2 separate regions of the Rattus norvegicus genome follow, and region 2 is linked to region 1. The links are chromatin contacts, called in public Hi-C maps. All regions are on one chromosome and are shown on one strand. Each heading gives the region's core, a stretch centred on a gene start, on an enhancer-like site or on the middle of the called end of the contact. The rest is flanking DNA. Distances are from core to core; before and after follow the strand shown. Region 1 holds the start of Mfsd6 (major facilitator superfamily domain containing 6). Region 2 holds the start of Nab1 (Ngfi-A binding protein 1).

Region 1 (4,781 bases), core at 1,967-4,466:
TGCCACTTCCTCATGAAGGCTTTCTTGTCCCTCTAATCTAAACTACGCTCCTCCATTTTCTCCTCTGTGTCTCTAGTTTATTTGCTTTTCCTTTGCTGGAGAATTCTGCCTGATTCTTAAAATTCATCCTCCCTCTCTTCAGTCTAAATAGAATTTACCTAGGCATCCAGCCTGTTTCCCTCTTTAGTGCCAAGATGTGTCTGAGTCCTAGCCAATTGGAAATGAGTGGACAGGATGGAGCACTTTGAAAGGTTTCCCACTAAGGGACGGGGACTTCGATCTGATTACAATGTGATGCCAAAGCTGTCATCTTGGGCCAGAGATGGAAACTTGGTGTTTGTAGTGGGGATTAGGAGGTGGGAGTGGGGACAGCTATTGAACTAATAGACTTTTACAGTGAAGAAGGTCACTGACAGGTTTAAAGAGGATCAGACTCTCATGGGAGCACATGCAACGTAAAGGGTGCCCTTTTGGTGTTATGCAACCTCTGGGGACTGCAACCCTGAAGAGCAAATGCTTCAAACTATTTTTTTGGTTGCAAAATAGGATGGGCCAACCAAGGGAGGGCGGAGCTACAAAAATCAAAGGAAAATTGAAACACAATAAGGTATGCAAAGGCATATGACAAGAGTAGAAGAGGAAAACCAAGGCTTTGGAGGAGTAGCACGGTGGCAGTGACTACTTTTACAAGAATAAACCCCTCATCCCTCCGTGTATACGCGTACATATTTATGAATATTTAAATGAGCAAAACAGAATGACTGATTGGGAGCCAAAGCTGGATGCCAGTCTGTGTAGGTTCAGTGCGGAGCCTGTCATTTGCTAGTGGTGTACACAAGTCTCCTCGTTTGTCAAATGGGATAATTGTAACTGTCTGCATGTGACTGCTATGGCGATTACAGGAATAAATAAAATGGAATGCACATTGAGCCAGGCTTGCAGTAGATCCTGGATGGGAGGGATTTTTTTTTTTAAAAGTATTGCTACTTGTTACAATGTATTTATGTTACTACTGAAGAACAAACAATTCTTCCAAAGGAAATAACAGAAACAAGGATTAGGAAGAAGACAAATGAAATTAAAATGGAAGAAATTAGTTTATGAGATAAAGTAAATGGAGCACACATGGGCTGAATGTAAAGGGAAAGTTCAAAAGACCAAGTGGGCACAAAATATTTTGATCACTAAATATTCACAAGGCGGCAGCATACAGGAAGTCTTCTAATGATCAAGCACTGGTGACACATATAAAGGCTGCATTTTCTGTCTGAGAAATGTGGATAAAATCTACAGCTACTCATCATGTGAGCTTCAACAATAACCAGAGACTTGCTTCTCTGTGCACCATAGAGCAAGCACATGCTATATCTGGTTCCCATCTACCGCCTATTACCAGTCCCCTTTCTGCCACCTCACCTCCGGTTTGTGGCAGTTGGGAAAATGGCACAGCTGAGAGTGGGCAGCTACGAGTCTTTCATGAAACACTCCCCCTGTTTTAACTATCCTACACATGTTAGCCTGGCCCCTTCCTCTGGCTTCTTACCAGGTGATTTCAACATCTATCTTTTCAAGTCTTTCTGGGGAGTGGTCTCGGGGACAGCCTAACTGGCCGTGTATTTGGAGTCTAATTTCCCACATCACACAGACTGGTTACCCTATAGGAGGTGAAAAGTGTATGTGATAATGGTGTTGAGTGGCAGATCATGTTTGCTTCATGCATATTTATTTTTTAAAGAGATTTTTATATTATTTTAAAAATTATAAGAAATTTAAATAGGACCCAGGAGATCCTGTAAAAACCGATAAGTTAAAAACATTATGGTTACAGGGGTTGGGGAGGGAATCCCTGCTCTTACAAGGTCAGTAAACCAGCACTTTCTCCTTTGGTGGCCCACGACACTCTTCCCATTTGACACAGATGCCAGCTTTCATTACAGGATGGCTTGGCTTTACTCTTAACATGGAGCTGCTTTTGTAGGTCAGACACTAGAACTTTCTCCTAGGTCCTTTTTCCCTATCACACCTGGGACAGTCAGATCTTCAACCACTTGCTTGCCTTCTTCTCCCCCTCCCCCCTCTCTCCCCCTTCACCCTCCCTTCCCTCCCCCTCTCATTTCCTTAACGGTTGGACAGATCAAGAGAATGCTTTCTTTCTTTTTCATTTCCTTAATGGCTGGACAGATCAGCCAACTGAATACTTGAAGATGTTCATTTCCACATAGTGCAGAGGGCCCTGCTGTCTCCAGGTCACAGCAGAGCAGATCCACCTCCTCAGTACAATTCACCTTTACAATTTTCCTCTGAAACGCTAGCAGACACCCTCTTTGTTTAACTTCTATGTCTCAACATTTCAAGTGGCTTGTCATAATGAAGCTAGGAGTTGACTGTTAGGAACTGGACACCGGGGCTGAGCATGCAGCAACTGGGTACTTAATACTTTTTCATAAAAAGAAGGGCTTCACATTTTGAAGTGTCAGTGCCTATAAAATTCTCTTTAGTAATGTCTCATGATGCGATGCAGAACCTGGATTTTCTTCTACTTGTTAGAGATTTTGAATCTAGCTAACGTTAGGTCTTGTTTTGTTGCTGTAACAACAGATTAACATCGCTTACATCCATAGGATTTGATGGTATGTGAACAATGCTTTCCATACAAGAAGCAAACGTCCCTAAGTGTTAGTTGTCGTTATTACTTTGCTTTGTGAGAACAGGATCTGAATTCTTTGCTCCCTATCCCAGGCACGCACATACGCTTGCCAAACCAAACCTGTATACAACCCACTCGCTTTCAGTATTTAACAAATAATACAGCTTAATTTCTAGTGTAGCACCTGTGGTCAGGTCACTCTTCAGTAAGGTTCCATGTGCAGATGCTGCCTAGGTTCCAGAAGCTCCTAGAGCGAGTACTGTCTGTCTCCCAGCTTTTGTCTGCGAGGTCATCCGAGGATAGTTTACCAAGGCTGTGCCTAGAACCAGGCACCATGCATGAGATCATCGGCAGTGTTAGCTTCGAGGGTGGCACCTATTAAATGCTGTAGAAGTGATGGCTGTCACCACTTCTAGACCAGGTTGCCATTTACTTTGGGCCTCAAGTTCCCTCTGACACCCTGAGTCTATCTCAGGCCTGCAGTGATTAGGGAGTAAAGCAATTCTCAGCCAGAGCTCAATGGGGTGTAGTGGAACTGGGATGGGACATCGCCCACCTCTTCACTCTTCAGGATTTGCCACTCCAGCCCGGCTGGATCCCGGGTCCCCCGGGGCGGCCCCAGAGGGCGGGAGGCCGGGAGGAGGCGGCGGACGCATCCGCCGCCGCAGGAGGCGGAGCGCTGCACCTGGCGCCCGGTCCTCCAGCTCAGCCCTGAAACGGGTCCAGCCGGTCCGGAGCGAGGGAGGCGGCGAAGCCAGGCCTGGGACTAAAGCGGTGAGGAGGTGAGAACCGAAGGTCGCGCGGCGACTGTCACCGCGGTCGCTCGCCCCACCCGACCTGCATCCAGCCGCCGCGCCCGCCGCAACCCCAGGAGAGGAGCAAGCGACCCAACCGACATGCAGCGTTCTGACCCGCCCGCCGCCGCCCCGGCGCCCCGAGCAGCCGCTCCGCACCCCGGGGACAGGGCTCCTCGCGCTCCCCGCAGCTGAGCGCCGCTAGGTGAGTGGGCCGGAGGCCCCCGGATCCTCTTCCGTGCACCTGCCGCGGGGTGGACGCCGCCCGGGCCCGGAGCCTCAGCGCCTATCTCGCCCTCCCGGGCGCCGCCTGTCATCTCGGGGTGCAGGGCAGCGGCGTTCCCCGTGCCCGCAGCACTTCCGTAAACGTAATTGGAGTCGGGGAAAACAAAGGCGCTGCCCGGGAGCCCTCGGCCGCCGCCCGCAGCTGCTGCAGAAGGTGGTGGTGGGGGCGCGGGTGGGCTCCGCGGGCGCCCGTCTGAATCCGATCCCACCGTCGCCTTGGAGGTAAACATCCCTGGGACAAAGGGGGAGGCTAGGGTGTCCCCAGGGCCCATGCCTGGGATGTGACCCCCTGTGTAGCAGGAGGAAACTGACATTGTCAGCCTCCCACGGAAACAAACACGGGGAGTGGTACACCTCTTTCCCCGGCTGCTACCTCCTTAGAGAAATGCCTCACGGCACGCGTGGGCTGAGCACTGAGCTTCAACTCAGGGATGGGTCCCTTGCTTCACGGAGACTACCAGGTACCTGAAGAATTCAGATGTAGCCCCTCCTCCTCTCTTTGCCCCTCCCCACGTGGTCTTGCAGGTGGAATATCATCCTTAAGCCTGGCTCGCTGTGCATTTTGCTTCTCCTATGCCTGCGAAACCACAAACATTTCCTTTCATCAAAAAACATTTAATAAGCACTCCTACACCCTCTGGGATGTATGATACCTGTCAATCCATCGTAGAAATAGCCTTGTGGAGTTGAAGTTTCAACTCCCAGTCTGTGCCTAAATAGTTTTGTGTCCTTGGTTTGTTGTTACATCATCCCAGGCTGCAGTTTTCTCACACATAGTAAAGAGATGGGCGGATAGTAAGTCAAATCTTCAACCTTTCTGGAAGTTCACGATATTGTGTGACATTAATTGTGTTGAAAGTAAGCGGCATACAGTTGGTGTGATAGCAGCAGCACGCTATAAGCTATTTGGTAGGTCCTTGAGAGCATCGCTTCGTTGAGCCCAGGCACTAGCCAGCTAAGGGTGTATGCATTATTGATGGTCTATGAAGAAAAGGAGGAGGATAGAATCCTTCGCATTGAGAAGCCTGACTCTTGACACCCAATGCTTGTCATTA
Region 2 (5,468 bases), core at 1,503-4,002, 280 kb after region 1:
ACAGCAAAAGCAAAAGAAGAGAAGTGCATATGTAATACACACACACACACACACACACACACACACACACACACACACAGAGAGAGAGAGAGAGAGAGAGAGAGAGAGAGAAAGACAAAGAGAGACAGAGAGGTTGATTAGAAACTATATTCTGCTATCCTTAAGGCTCTTTCTGGAATGTGGGATGAGACAGGAGCCTCCCATTTTAAAGAACATTGGTTCTCTTTCATGGTGACATGGATTGGTGACATGGATTCAAGGGAGGGTCACACTGATAGTTATGTTGCTGGTCTACGAATCTGTTAATATAGGAAATAAAGCACTGAAGAGAAACAGACACTGTTCCTTAGCTTTCAGGCTTTCTTTTGTTCTCCTTATTTTTGCTGTCTTATAGAAAAGTTCTGGGAACAGAACCATGGTTTAAACTGTGGTTTAACCATGGTTATTTGTGTCCTCAGAACTTAACTTTGGTATTTAATTAACACTAAACAAGACGTACTGGAGAAAATGAGTAACTTAAGCATACAGGTATTTATGGTAAAATCAAACCAGAAGAAACAAAGCGACTGCAGGGTTCTTTTTTAACAAAAGATAATCCAAATGATCTCAAGAAGAACTATTTGTGTTGCCATGTTCTCTTAGAACGGCCTGGGACTGCCTCCAAGGAATTCTGAAACTGTCTAATCTCTCCCAGAGGGCCTTCAGAGAACAACCCCACTCTGTAATTGTCACCTTACAGAATGTATCCCCTCTCCTCCCACTAAGGAATGAGGGAGGTAGAAGACCCTGCACTGAGACCAGGGAGATGGTGCTTAGGGACAGGAGGGAAGGCATGCCACAGAATCAGTGGCTTCTCCTCCAACCTGTCTCGCACACAGGTCAATACCTCAGGCCTGTCCCACGGTCATGATGACTACAGTGTGCCCATAAAGAACCTGATGCCTAAAAGCTTACAATTTTTTCTTTCATTTTCTTTCCTCCCACCACCTCCCCCAGCAACCATGGGGCATTTAAGCAAAGCAAAGTGGGCCCAGAATGCCATTCTTAATGTGGGAAGAACACGCTATCTAATGTGCCCAGAAAATAAACAAGGAAAGACTTAAGTGGTTAGTTGTAGAAAGGACCAGCTCCAGACACATTTCCTTGTCCTTATAGCCTGCAGCACGGCAGAGGTCCACCCCATCAGAGCATAGCATGCTGGTTATGCCAACTGGACTCAGTTCCAGAGAGGGCTGTGTAGCGCAGGTGAGCTCACCAAGTTCATGAGTCACGAGGTTGCATAAAGCTACATGAACACCTCCCCCAGAGGCTTTTCAGAACCAACAATGTTTGCAAGCCATCCGAGTTCCCAATGAGGAATTAGAAGAATTTTATGGATTTCATTAGCCAGCCAAGAAATTGTCTTAGTAGCCCTGACTGTACTTTAACCACCCAAATCTAATTTCTCTTCACTGACCAGGGGCCGCAGCTGCATAAACACTGGCAATTGGAGTGGTGGGAGAAACTTTAGGCAGTGATTTCTTCTGAAGAATTTGAGGAACTAAGCATTTTTATTTAAAATACCAACTATTCTAGACAGGCTCGTCACCGACAGGGAAGATATTTCAGTTTAAATATATATTTAAGTATGTAAATACTTATATATTTTTGTATTTAAGTATATATCTACTCCATTGACATCACTCATTTGTAGAACATGTTTTTACAAAAAGAAGAAAAAAAAGGGTTTATTTAATAAGGTCTTTTTCTTTCAATATTATTATCCCATCCATTGTTGCAACATAAAGATGTGGTTTGAAGAATTTCTTTTCTCAAAGAATGCCTTGTATCCCCTTCAACCAAGTAGGCACACTTTGGGAGGCCAGCCAGTAAGTGGGGACGGCCTACTAGATAAAGCTCTTTTTTTATATGTACATTAAAACAGGATTCTACCTGTATTGCAGTAAGAACACACCATTAAAAGTTGAAATCTTTGCTTTGACACCCCTGTCCCCAAGGAAGGCAAAAACAGATTTAATTTTTTTTTCTAACATTTTGGCAATAGCTTCAGTTTTAGAGGTGCTTTAACACTTTCTTTGGCTAGAAAAGTTTATGCAAACCAAGCTCAAAATTTCTACACCTTGCCTTAAGAATTCTATTTTGACACATTCAAGACAGCACTGATGGTGTCATTTGCCTACAGGAAGACAACGGAGAATAGCCCTTAAAGTAACCCAAGGTTTCCAGACTTAACAAGGATGGCATTAAGTTACCAGGCCAGAGGTTTCCCTCCTCAAACAAGGACCCGGAGAGGGTGGGGACAGGGCGGAGTGGGAGAGGCGGGACAGGCCGCACCTGCGGTTTTGTGTCGCTCCCCCCTCGCCCCCCACTCTCCTGGGCTGGCCGGGTTGCGGGGCTTGGCAGGCAGCATTGTGAGCCGCTCCACAGAAGCCTGCTCCTCCGACCCGCGTGCGCGCCCCCACCCGCGCGCTCTCAGCTGCCGTGGGAATGGGCCACCCTCGGGACCGCGCCGAGCCTCAGCCCCGCCGGCCCCCACCCCCGCCCCGCGGCCGCCCACGCTGGGATCTGCGTCACTCGGCCGCGCGTGGGCGGGAGCCGGAGCGGCGAATGGAGCAAGAGCGGAATCTCCCGATGTGACAGCGCGCGGGGCGGGGCGGGGGCGGCGGAGGTGGCGGGGGAGGGAGAGGGAGAGGCCGAGGGAGGGGCGGCGGTAGAGGCGGAGGGAGGGTGCCCCGGGCCGCCGCCGCCCGCCTCCACCCGAGCCTCCGCCCGCGCGGCCAAGCGAGCGCCGTCGGGGCGGGCGGGGGACAGAGCGCACGCCCACCACGTCCCTGCCCCCCTCGATGGGCGCGGGGGCGTCCCGGCCGCCGCAGCCGCCGCAGGAGCCCGGCAGAGCCGTTGTCGCGGATCGCTCCGCAGCCGCGGGCCGCGTAGGTACCGGGAGGGCCTCGGGCCGGAGCGGGGGAGGGGGGGCACGGACGCCTGGCTCGGTCGGACCAACGCGTCCTGCCAGGCGGGGGACGCGGGCTGGGTGGGGAGGACGCGCTCGCGGGCCCGCGTGGGGTGCCAGCTCCGCGGCGACCGGGGACTTCCTAAAAGTGCCGCTGAGTCTCCGTTTTCTTCCTGTTATCCGCCCCTTCCTACTGTAGTTGTGCTTTCAAAGCGGAAGGAGAGTTTTGCTTGGAAGTGGCTTTCAGAAACTTGGCACCCAGGTGCAGGGGAAGCCGGAGTCGCCGAGCCTTGAGGCTGAGTGGGGAATGTGCAGACACGTGTAGGACAGAGAAGCTTTGGATGCAGGTGTGTGACCTTATGGGGACAGACACCGAAGTACAGTCAACCCGGGAGATCTGCAAGGAGTCTCCCGGGTAGAGCTGGAATTTGCGTTTGTAGGTTGTGCTGACCAAGTTTTGCGGCGGGCGAGCAGCAGGAACCGTGTCCTGGCTCAGGGAGGCTTGGGGAATTTTGGAGTGCCTGCTAATTTACAATTTGATCCGAAAGAGCAGGTTTGGAGTAAGTTGTCACTACCGATTGGTTTGCCAGTGACGTGCCTGCCAACTTTACGGAGTGCAAAGATCAGAATCTCTAAAGAGATTCTAGGATCTCGTTTAAAAATATTTTGGCAGTTTTAATAGTTAATATTAGATTGCATAGGCGCAGAGGAACCGAATTTAAAAATAGATTAGTCACATCCGAAATGGTTCGCTGTTTTGTACACGCAGCGAATTACCCTTTTTAAATATTCACTTTTTGAAAATTCTTTCTTTATACAAATACGTTATGACATTTATAATTTCTCTGCCGGTTTTAAGAAGAGATATTGGAGAGAGGATGTATAGGATCCAATGTATAGGATAGCCAACCAGAGTGGAGGCTCTCTTCCTGAGATTGAAAAGGCTGCTTCACACCCAGCTTCTGTGCCAGCACAAGTGACTTCCATCGAAGGTTTCTTCCTCCAGCTTGCATCTTTTGAGACATTTCATTCTGTTCTTTCATTAAGCTCAAGCAGATTAATAAATATGCTGTTGAGAATTTGTAGACGGGCAGCATGGTCAGCCTTCCTCGTCTCTGTTTCCTGTGTAGATATTGGAACATTACATCTTGAAAGAAAATAATTTCAAGGAGCGCCAGGGATCTAATTTGTTTCTTTTTTCTTTTCTTTCTTTCTTTCTTTTTTTTTTTTTTTTGACTTGACCATCTTTTGCTTAACCTGCCATTCCACTTCTGAGCATACTTTTTCTCTCCTGAGGCCAAGTCTCCTGTATTAGTGGCAGCAGGAACAAACTTATACACACGAAGCACTGTATATTTTACTTCATTCTGGCCCTTAGATGTGAATATGTTTCGGATGACAAATTCCTAAGATTGATATAGATGATACTGAAATTTTTAGTGAGCTATTATAATAATAAACTCCATCAAATAAGTAAATGATTAATCTTGCATAATCTTAACCTAAACTAAAAGTTTTTCTTTTGTTACTGGTTAGTAACAACCATGCCCTGTAGAAGCCTAGGCTTGTCTCCTTGTCATTATTTAAACAATCAGCTAAAGCACTTCCTATCTCTTTTATTTCAACTTTAAGAACATATGGTTTGTTGAAATTAGTACCGTAGATGCTTTGAAAGAAGAATTTGTTTCATACACTCTAGATTTTAAGAGTAAAAAATGGGTGGATAAAAGCAAGTGTGTTAGAGTTTTGTGTTTGGTGATTTAAATCTGTCTTAGAGTTGGGCCCTGGCTATTTCATTGTAATAAACATGTCTTTGTTGCATTTTTTAAAAAGGAAATCTCTAATTTTGACATAATGCAGATGTGTTTTGTATACCACAGGGCCATCATATATTTGCGTTACTTCCATGAAAGTGACCATCTTATGAACAGTTCCAAATGGTGCTAATGTGCAACTCTCTCCCATGCTCATATTTCACTGTGGATCTTATCAAACATAGTAAAGAACAAAAAGCAGCCATTTGAGTATCCTCTAAGGTTGCCAGCTCCTTCGCTGGGGTCTCACTCGTCTCTCGCCTCCTTTTTCTCATCCTTGAGTAGTCATTATAGTAAGTGCAACTTTCCTTTCTGATCTGACACGTTCAATAACTCATATTGTAGTAGGAGATACCCTCATCTTAATAATGGAACAATAGGGAAATTTCAGAAGCCGATGCTGGGAAAAAAAATCATTACTCTTCATCTTGAGAATTCTCAAAGCTAAAACATATCATTAAGCTTTCAAATAATGTGTCATTTTCCAGCACATTACATCTAGGAGCTGTATGTTAATTCACATGGTATGTCAATACTTTTCACAAAGGAACTTCTGAAGACCGTGAGATTCATATATGTATACACGTTGCCTGCAGTCTACCTAGATGCTCTTAATGCCTGCCAAATGCCTTCTCTATTGGCTGAACTATTCCCAGCTGTCGCTGGTGGTGGTGGAGGTGTTTGTCTGTTGGTATTAATATATA

What was found. Hi-C and Micro-C count contacts between places; a contact is called where the count stands out from the background.
Region 2: a contact with region 1 is called in a Hi-C map of liver, with 2.2 times the contacts expected there. The contact joins the promoter of Nab1 here to the promoter of Mfsd6 in region 1. A contact is called at or near these places in 3 of 12 Hi-C or Micro-C datasets (hepatocytes, liver and mammary epithelial cells).

Annotation. Positions count from the first base shown.
Region 1 is chr9:56,261,936-56,266,716 of GRCr8, forward strand. It overlaps Mfsd6 (major facilitator superfamily domain containing 6), which reads left to right and starts at 3,217. Exons shown (of 7, transcript NM_001106911.1): 1 at 3,217-3,646.
Region 2 is chr9:56,542,890-56,548,357 of GRCr8, forward strand. It overlaps Nab1 (Ngfi-A binding protein 1), which reads left to right and starts at 2,753. Exons shown (of 8, transcript NM_022856.5): 1 at 2,753-2,930.